Regions from separate parts of the Mus musculus genome. Here regions 2 and 3 are each linked to region 1. Evidence: chromatin contacts called from public HiChIP or PLAC-seq and promoter capture Hi-C data. All regions are on one chromosome and are shown on one strand. Each heading gives the region's core, a stretch centred on a gene start, on an enhancer-like site or on the middle of the called end of the contact. The rest is flanking DNA. Distances are from core to core; before and after follow the strand shown.

Evidence for each region. Promoter capture Hi-C pulls out the DNA fragments that hold promoters and counts their contacts. HiChIP or PLAC-seq counts read pairs in DNA pulled down with a chosen protein or histone mark.
Region 2: a contact with region 1 is called in a promoter capture Hi-C map of hippocampal neurons, with 8 times the contacts expected there. The contact joins the enhancer-like site here to the promoter of Fut8 in region 1. A contact is called at or near these places in 8 of 39 promoter capture datasets (the 3T3-L1 cell line, the HPC-7 cell line, cranial neural crest and 5 more), 2 of 15 datasets of contacts at CTCF or cohesin (large pre-B cells and pro-B cells), 3 of 484 Hi-C or Micro-C datasets (LSK cells, large pre-B cells and pre-B cells), 10 of 115 datasets of contacts at active chromatin or transcription factors (the 230-238 cell line, SST interneurons, embryonic basal ganglia and 7 more) and 1 of 9 other capture datasets (liver).
Region 3: an H3K4me3 HiChIP or PLAC-seq map of neural progenitor cells shows a contact between it and region 1, with 11 times the contacts expected there. The contact joins the enhancer-like site here to the promoter of Fut8 in region 1. A contact is called at or near these places in 7 of 39 promoter capture datasets (3T3-L1-derived adipocytes, the C10 cell line, HPC-7-derived erythroid cells and 4 more), 9 of 115 datasets of contacts at active chromatin or transcription factors (astrocytes, bone marrow-derived macrophages, embryonic forebrain and 6 more) and 1 of 9 other capture datasets (pancreatic islet).

Annotation. Positions count from the first base shown.
Region 1 is chr12:77,236,737-77,239,436 of GRCm38.p6, forward strand. Fut8 (fucosyltransferase 8) reads left to right here and starts at 1,368. Exons shown (of 12, transcript NM_016893.5): 1 at 1,368-1,463. 9530018F02Rik (a long non-coding RNA gene) reads right to left here and starts at 2,490. Exons shown (of 1, transcript XR_003950200.1): 1 at 1-2,490.
Region 2 is chr12:77,623,129-77,625,833 of GRCm38.p6, forward strand. All of the region lies in intron 2 of Gm35240 (a long non-coding RNA gene), which reads left to right. It also overlaps the pseudogene Gm4864. Among named protein-coding and RNA genes, the nearest start is that of Gm35240, 71 kb to the left of the region's middle. Within about 2 kb of position 1,368, at least 1 of the 459 cell types and tissues checked has an H3K27ac peak or open chromatin away from gene starts, as enhancers often do.
Region 3 is chr12:77,738,198-77,741,051 of GRCm38.p6, forward strand. No RefSeq gene overlaps it. Among named protein-coding and RNA genes, the nearest start is that of Gm35440, 10 kb to the right of the region's middle. Within about 2 kb of position 1,369, at least 32 of the 459 cell types and tissues checked have an H3K27ac peak or open chromatin away from gene starts, as enhancers often do. A contact at or near this core is called in neural progenitor cells, pancreatic islet and stem cell-derived neural progenitor cells, where this site is marked.

The sequences.
Region 1 (2,700 bases), core at 118-2,617:
TTGTTCCCACATATCAGTTGCTTAGCTGATACTTCTAATTCTGGGATGGTAACTATATCCTGAGCATGGCCTGAAGGATCTTTGAGAGCAGCGTACTGTGACACTGAGCAGAGACCTGAACTGCTGAAGAACTACTTTCTCACTGTATTTCAGAGTCATCAGTTTGGCGCTTTCTTATATACTATGCTGTTCTATAAAGATGTACTAAGTTCTTCACAAATATTTCTAGTGGCTTTTTCTTAAATAGAAAGTAGGTGGGATGCTTTGATTCCTATAGTTTTAATATTTCCTAGGAGATAATTAAAGCCAGATTAAAGGAGCAGAGAGTTCGAGGCACACATAAAACTTTGAATGTAGAGATCTTCAAGTACTGCAAATGGTAGCGTGTGTTAATTAACTAGAAATGGTTCCTCTTTTTCCCTTGAATACATTCAAGCCATACATCCTTGTTAAAGTGCTTTTTAAATGCTGTGCTGAAGCCTCAAAGTAAACATTTTACCTCTGACTCCTAAAAATGTTCCAGGCTGTGGGTGTAGCCCAGGAGAAAACACACCCTTAGCATGCACATACTCACACAAAAGGAAAAATAATTCAGGGTTTTGACTGTTGAAATTTTAGCCCTTAATCCATCTAAGTACAGTATAAGCCTAAATTTTGCTTATTTGCAACAGAGAACTGAGAGTCTCACGGAAGTTATCTACGCATTTAATAAATGACTACAGATTTGTTGAATGATGACACCCAAGCTTTTTGGCTAGATCATAATTCTGACTTCACCAGAGTTTTGTGTGACCTTCAATAAGCCACGGTGTTTTCTCAGAGAGCTTTATTTCGAAGAGACATTAACCCAGTCACAGGTCCGGAAAAGCTTCTCAGGGTGCGGAGCTCCTGAAGGCACAGGCATTTTTTTTTTTTTCCTTTTTAAAAAGCACTGTCCTTTGCATTTTAGAAACACAGTTCCTGATATAGAATAAACATTGGGAATTTATGAGAGTTATTAGGTAGGTTGCATTCTTGGCAGGCTACGACCTCTTTAATGTCTTTTCTGTGTTTTTTTGATTACTAGCATATAAAAGGGTGGCCCTGTTTACTCAGAGATACGTTTCCAAAGTATTTACTAGTATTTATCTGTGCTGGGAGGAATAATTGTCTTGAGGGCAGCTTTTCTACTCAGTCACCCGGCTGAGTCCTCAGGCTTGGGATCTGGTCCCCAGGCTACAGGGAAGAGTTCGGCACGGGAAGCTCATCTTCCGGCCCTCTGATTGGCCAGTTCGCACTCCACTCACTGGTTTTCCCGCTCTGATTGGCCCCGGCAGCACCCCTTCGGCCCGCGACTACTTTGTGTGCCCTGGCTGCGCGGCTGGGTCCTCCCGCCCAGCTCGCCCTCCCGGACGGTCTGTCGGAGGTAGCCCTTCGGCACTCGGCTCAGCATCGCGGGCGTCAGGATCCCCGAGTGCGAGCGGGTAGGAAGCATCCTAGGGAAAAGCCTCTCCTCTCCTGTACTCAATAAACTTCCGCCTCCGAAGGGCTGAGGCAGCAGCGGCTGCGAACGGCCGGGCTTCGAACTCGGGCTCTGCGGGGTTCTTTCTCTTCAGATGAAGACAGAGCCCGCAGGGTAGCCGGACCGCCCGGAGCCGAGGTGGCACTGTGTGCTGGTGCCTCAGCGGATGAGCAGCAGAGAGTACCCCGAAACTAGTACAGAGCCCTATTGAGCCCCAGCGGGGTGCGCCTCTGGGTGGTGGGCCAGGCCGGCCAGGGCGTGGGGAGCGCTGCTCCCCTCAGCCTCCGACCCTCAGGCGGCCTTCGCCTGTAGAGACCAAAGCCGGAGCCCGCGCGCGGCCGCTGTCCGGCTGGAACTCGGGTCCCGCCGTGGCCCGGTGGATGCTGCAGCTCCGCTGTCCACCCGCACAGAGAGGAAGGGGACGGGGCGGAGCCTGTGCACATGCCAGGGTCGCTGGAGGAGGCCGCGGCCGGCGCATGCGCGCCCTCCCCCAGCAGGCTGGGACGCCGAGGGGCGCGCGCCCCTCTCCGCGCGCGCACGCTCGCTCGCTCGCTCCCTCGCTCGCGCCGGCCGGCGGCTTCCCCGCCTGCGCTCCCGGTCGGAGCCACTCCGGCGCGTGCGCGCGTGGTCTCGGGCCGACCCGAGTGGCCGGGTTCTCTGGGCTCCAGGCCCCCGCCGCCCCCTCCCCGGCTCCCAGCCAACCCGTCCCTCCCTTTCCTCACGGAATGGGGCCGGCGCTGCTCGGGGTCGCGCGTCCTGGACCCGGCTCGCGCTCGGTCTCGCGCTGTCAGCCGCTGCCTGGCTCGCGCCGCCTTGCGCTTTCCCTCAGTCAGTGGCGCCGAAGGCTCCGTTAAGCGGCGGCCGCGGTTCCTGTTTCCGTTTCTTCCTCTCCCTTCAGTCGGGAGTAGCATCCTCCACCCCAGCACCCCTCCCACTCTCCCGCCGCGGCCAGCTGCAGCTGGAGGCAGCGGCGGCGGCGACGGGGGACGGCGCCGACCGCCTCGCTCCCGCCTCGGGTAAGGGGGCGTTAGGGAGCCGGGCCCCGCGCGCCGCGGACTCCAGGACGGGGCGGGCGCGGGCTCTGTGGAGCCTGGGCTCGGGGCGCTCCTTCGTCCTCCCGCCGATACCGGGCCTGTTGCTGCAACTGCTGCAGCCGTTGCTCAGCCAGCGGCCCCGGGAAAAGTGGGGAGGGAGCCTCC
Region 2 (2,705 bases), core at 118-2,617, 390 kb after region 1:
CACCTACAGAATTGGGGGAAGACAGGGCAATGTAAGTTTTTTTGTTTGCCCAAGATGGGTGGAAAGGTATAAACAGAACCAATCTAAAAATGGCTGCTATTACCCAAGCCTGAAAAGGGGTCCTAGGAGACCCAGACCCCTTCTAAAAAGTTTAACTGGGGCATCTTAGCAGAGCTCCCAAGCAGGCACTTGGCAGTCCAGGATTTTCTCTTGTGGTGGTTTTCTTTCCATGCAAACGGGGGCAGGATGGACAAGGTTGCTCTGGGAAGAACCCTCCTAGCATCACTGCCCTGTGCTCTGGTCCCTGGGGATGTTATAATTAATATATTTTATATAAATACACAGAAGAATAGAAAATATAAAATCTGAGAAGTTGAGGGAAAGTGAGGAACTTGGGGAGAAGATGGGGCTGCAGACCTTGCTCAGGCCAACTTGATCTCTTCTTTAACCCCTTTGGCTTCTGGCTTCTCCTCCTTGGTTTTCTCCTCTTCTGTGACTTCTTTTTTCTCTTCAGGAACTTTCTCTTTCTCATGCTCTGTTTTAACTCTTTTGGCATTTTTGAAGTTAGAAGAGTTCTTGCGACCACCTTCTCCCTCCTCATCTGAGTCTGAGAACTCTTCCTCAGAGGTAATGCGTTTGTCAGAGGAGCAGATGGAGATGCGTTTGTCAGGGTCTTCCTCATCCTCATCCCCACTCTCTTCTGGGATGGAATCCTCTGGTATGGCCTGCATCTGGACCCCAGGGGCATGGGGAAGCATCCTCAAGTTCTCAAAGAGACGCTGCTTGATCTTCTCCAGGTACTCATTAGTGTTCTGGTTAGTCATATTGGAAGGGCTGATGTGAAGCTTGAAATCTGGTCCATAGTATTCAAAGTAGTCATTGTACGGCAGCTCATTAGGGATCTCTGTATCCAGGGCCTCCAGGGCCACCAGGGCCACTGCTGTTCGTAAGTCCAGCACCGAGCGACATTTCCGGATGGTGTAGCCACCTCCTCCCAGCATCAGCATGGGCAAGTTGAAACTCTTCACGAACTCCACACACTTGTCGTGTCCTTTGATGGTCAGATTGAAGCAACCTAACCGAACCCCAGACAGGGAATCTGAGCCACACTGTAGGATCACTGCACTAGGCTGGAACATCTCCATTACTTTGGACATGACTGGCTTGAAGATGGCTTCATAGGACTCGTCGTCAATGCCGTCTCGCAGTGGGTAGTTCACAGCGTAGTACTTGCCTTTGCCAGCCCCGATGTCCCGTAGTTCCTGGGAGGTACTCTCCATATTTATGAAAGGACACAGTCATGACCCGGTCTGTAGTATAGAAGGCCTCTTCCACTTCATCGCCATGGTGAATATCAATGTCAATATAGAGCACCCTCTGGTGGTACTTTAGCAGTTCCAGGATGGCCAAGATGATGTCATCGACGTAACAGAAGCCAGATGCTTCAGACTTCTTTGCATGGTGCAGGCCCCCAGCCCAGTTCACAGCGATGTCCGTCTGCTGCTTATTAAGCTTCACAGCACTTGCGACAGAGCCTCCCGTGGACAACTGACAGAACTCAAACAAGCCATCAAATACCGGACAGTCCTCACCAACGTTGAATCTCTGCATCTGCTTGCTGTATTCAGACATGTTATCTGGGCGAATAGAACGCAGGAATTTAATGTAGTCATCACTGTGGTACTTGGTCATCTCCTCAGCATTGGCTTTGTGAGGACGGTAGATTTCCATTTTTCGGTAGAGATCATAGTTGAGCAGCAAATTGTGAGTCATGAGGATTCAGTGAGGCTTCATGGGGTGCCCTTGTCCATAATAGTAGTTTCCAACGTCCCGGTCGTAGTAGTAACAGACTTTCCTCTTGGTACCCTGAGTCTGCACCATCTTGCTCGCTGCCCGGCCCTCCTGTCAGTCTCTACTTACTAGCTTTGTTAGTATGGTTTGCCCAGCCTGCTTTCATAAAGAACTCAGGGCCACTAGTCCAGGGATGCACCACCCACAATGGGCTGGGAACTTCCCCATCAATCACTGATTAAGAAAATACTATTAAGCCGGGCATGGTAGCACATGCCTTTAATCCCAGCACTCCAGGAGGCAGAGGCAGGTGGATCTCTGAGTTCAAGGCCAGCCTGGTCTACAGAGTGATTCCAGGACAGCCAGGGCTACACAGAGAAACCCTGTCTCGTAAAACCAAAAAAGAAAATACTCTACAGGCTTGCCTACAGCCCAGTCTTATAAAGGTATTTTCTCAGTTGAGATTCTGAGATTCTCATCTCTCAAATGACTCTAGATTGTGTCCAGTTGACATAAAACTAGTCAGCCAACACACCAAACACAAAATGGACTTCATGCTTTTTTGTTTCTTTGTGTTTGTGTGTGTATGTACATGCATGGATGCTTTTTGTTTTGGTATTTTTGTTTTGTTTTAAAAATCTATTTATTTTTAATTTTTGTTTTGTTGTTTGTTGTCTTATAGTTTTTGAGAGGGAGAGGGAAGCAGGAAGGTAGGGAGAATCTGGTAGGAGTTTGGAGGAGGGGGAAGACTATAACAAAAATATATTGTATGAAAAGTGTTAAATAAAAAGTATGTTAATTCCAAAACGATTTGTTCTTGTTAGTCCAACTAAGATTGTATTTGAGAGAATACAAGAAATGTGCCAGTGTAATGTGTCTCTTATCAAATATATATGATCTAAAATGACCCTTTA
Region 3 (2,854 bases), core at 119-2,618, 500 kb after region 1:
ACCCTCAACGAAGGGGTGAACCAGGGGAAACTGCACAAACAAGGTGGATGAAGGTTTGTGGCTAAGGTCTGAGTCCCAGGGAAATTTGGGATTTGATTTTACACACTTGTATGTACGCCCAAAACAAAAGGACTAATTAGTGAGCAGTCAGTTAAACAGCCCAGCATGGAAAGCAGAGGCCAATGAGAACCATCTCTGAAGAAATAGGTTTCTCTCTCTCTCTCTCTCTCTCTCTCTCTCTCTCTCTCTCTCTCTCTCCCTCCCTCCCTCTCTCTCTCCCTCCAGGGATTCCCACAGGTAAAGTACTGAGACAGATACAGAGAAACCAGATAAGAGTCTAAATACAGTTCCAGAGAGAGACAACAGAGAAAACAAACAGATAGGAGAGAGATCCCATGAGAAGAATATATACTGAGAAGTTTCTGGATTTGCAACTGTAACAAATTCCAAGCAGGATAATAAAAAGAAATCCACACTTTGCCACATTGTGGTGAACCGTCTTTAACATTGGAACACCAAAAGCAAAGAGAAGATCTCAAAAGTAGCTGGAGGAGAGATTCAGATCTTAGCCACAGTAATGGACTGAGATCACCTCCTCTGCAGCCACAGGGGAAGCCAGCAGCAAGAGACCCTGTCTCTAAAGGGCTGGGAGAAACTAAGGGCCCTGAAGCGTAGTCTATCTGTGAAACCATGTTTTTGGGAAACAGAAAAGGGAAAAGTATCTTTCAAAGAAATGTCAGGAGAGTTTGCTGCCAGTAGAACTTCCTAAATAATCTCTCCTGTGAACCCTCCTTCTCCCCAGAGAATAGATCTCAGGCAGGACACTGGCCATCAGGTGCACCAAATGGAATTTCTCCATAAATAAACAGCCTTCTCTCTCCAACACTCCCAGCTCTTCTGTATTTGTTAGTTCTGTGTTCTCAGGGTTCCCTGGACCAGTGTGCTGCCCCCTCTCTTCTACCTCATGTAGAAGCTGCATTGAGAAGCTATGGAGGCGTTCTCTGTACTTTTAGAGTAGGCTGTCCTCACCCGATGTGAAGAATTAGACTCTATTCCTACACAAGTGACTCCCAGATAGGATGGCTCTCTCTTCCTGGGCTCTCAAGGAGGCAGGGCCTGTTCACTTGACACAGGAACGAGATTAATGTCCTTTGTTTTCCAACCGGCCTAATAATTCATCCCCATTTACAGTAGTTCAATTTACTTGTTACCATTTGGTATTTGGAAGCCACTAATAGCACTGTCAGGTAAAGTGAAAGAAAAGCAATGGGGAAAACACCAGGAGGCATAATTAAAATGAAGTGCTAATAACTCTGCCCATCAAAAAGCCCCTTTCAATGTGGCTGCAGCACAGTTCATTAAGCAGACCCGCCAGCTGGAAAGGAGCAGGCAGAGTGTATGCCAGAGTGGGCCTGTCCTCCAGGCCTGGAACACAGTCATTCTTTCTTCCCTTCCTGGTGGCCCTGGGGGACCAGTTTGTCAAGTGTCTCAGTGAAGCCAAGAGTTCCGGGGAGTCCTCAGCACCCCCTTCCCACATAGGAGTGCCAACCCTGCAGTGAATGTTCCAGAAGGAAATCTTTGTAGCATCATGTGGACTATGGAGGTTGGATTGACTTTTCTTCAGGGTCTTGACCATCTGTCCTGGCTGATTTTGTGTGTCAACTTGGCACAAGCTGGAGTTATCACAGAGAAAGGAGCCTCCCTTGAGGAAATGTTTCCATGAGATCCAGCTGTAAGGCATTTTCTCAATTAGTGATCAAGGTGCGAGGGCCCATTGTGGGTGGTGTCATCTCTGGGTTGGTGGTCCTGAGTTCTACAAGAAAGCAAGCTGAGCAAGCCAGGGGAAGCAAGCCAGTAAAGAACATCCCACCATGGCCTCTGCATCAGCTCCTCTTTCCTGACCTGCTTGAGTTCCAGTCCTGACTTCCTGTGGTGATGAACAGTAGTGTGGAAGTGTAAGCTGAATAAATCCTTTCCTCTACAACTTGCTTCTAGGTCATGATGTTTGCGTAGGAACAGAAACCCTGACTACGACACCATCTATGATGGTAAACTTTTATCTCAGGATGGAGGACGAGTATTGACAGAGGTTCAAATATGAACAAGCATACAGGCAACCCTAAGCTGTATAATTTATAATTTTTAAACGATACAACCCTTCCACTGTCCATCACAGAGAATGAAAGTTCATACATGGAGCCAGACTCATTTGTTACATAGAATATACTTGATAAAGTAGACACTGTCAGCATCCCTGTTCTACAGATGGAGACATGGAGGGGAACAATCAAGCAACAGGAGTCCCATGACCCCAAAGCTCAGGTTTCTAGTCCTTTTTTCATTCAAAGACAACCTGAGAGGCAACCCAGGAAAATGTAGGATAACATTGGTTCAGACCTGCTAAACTCTCCTTGTGAGCCAGGGGATGGTACTCAAGGGGTTCCCACTTGTTTGCATAGCCAACCCTCACAGAAGCCCTAGCGAATGGGTATCATCTTATTCTCATTCTACAGATTGGAAACTAGCACTTTGACAGAGATAGTTTCTTGTCCCAGATCATACATCTAACGGAGCTGTTGCCCTTAATCTCTTTTGTATTTTCTTTTGTCCTTTCTTATCTCCTCCATGCCTGTCACCTCTCCTTTCCTCTTTCCCCCCTCCTCTCTAAACAAGGGCCTGGGAGGTTCTAAAATATAGGCAAATATTTTCAGTGGCAAATAATGTTTCCTTGATCCCCAGTGCATGCATATAGTGGGTTCATAGTCTAGGTTGGGTCTTTCTGGCTTGCTTTTTTAGGAAGGAAGATTCTGATTAAAGCATTTGTTCTTGAAGCTAATGACAAGAGACATAGCAG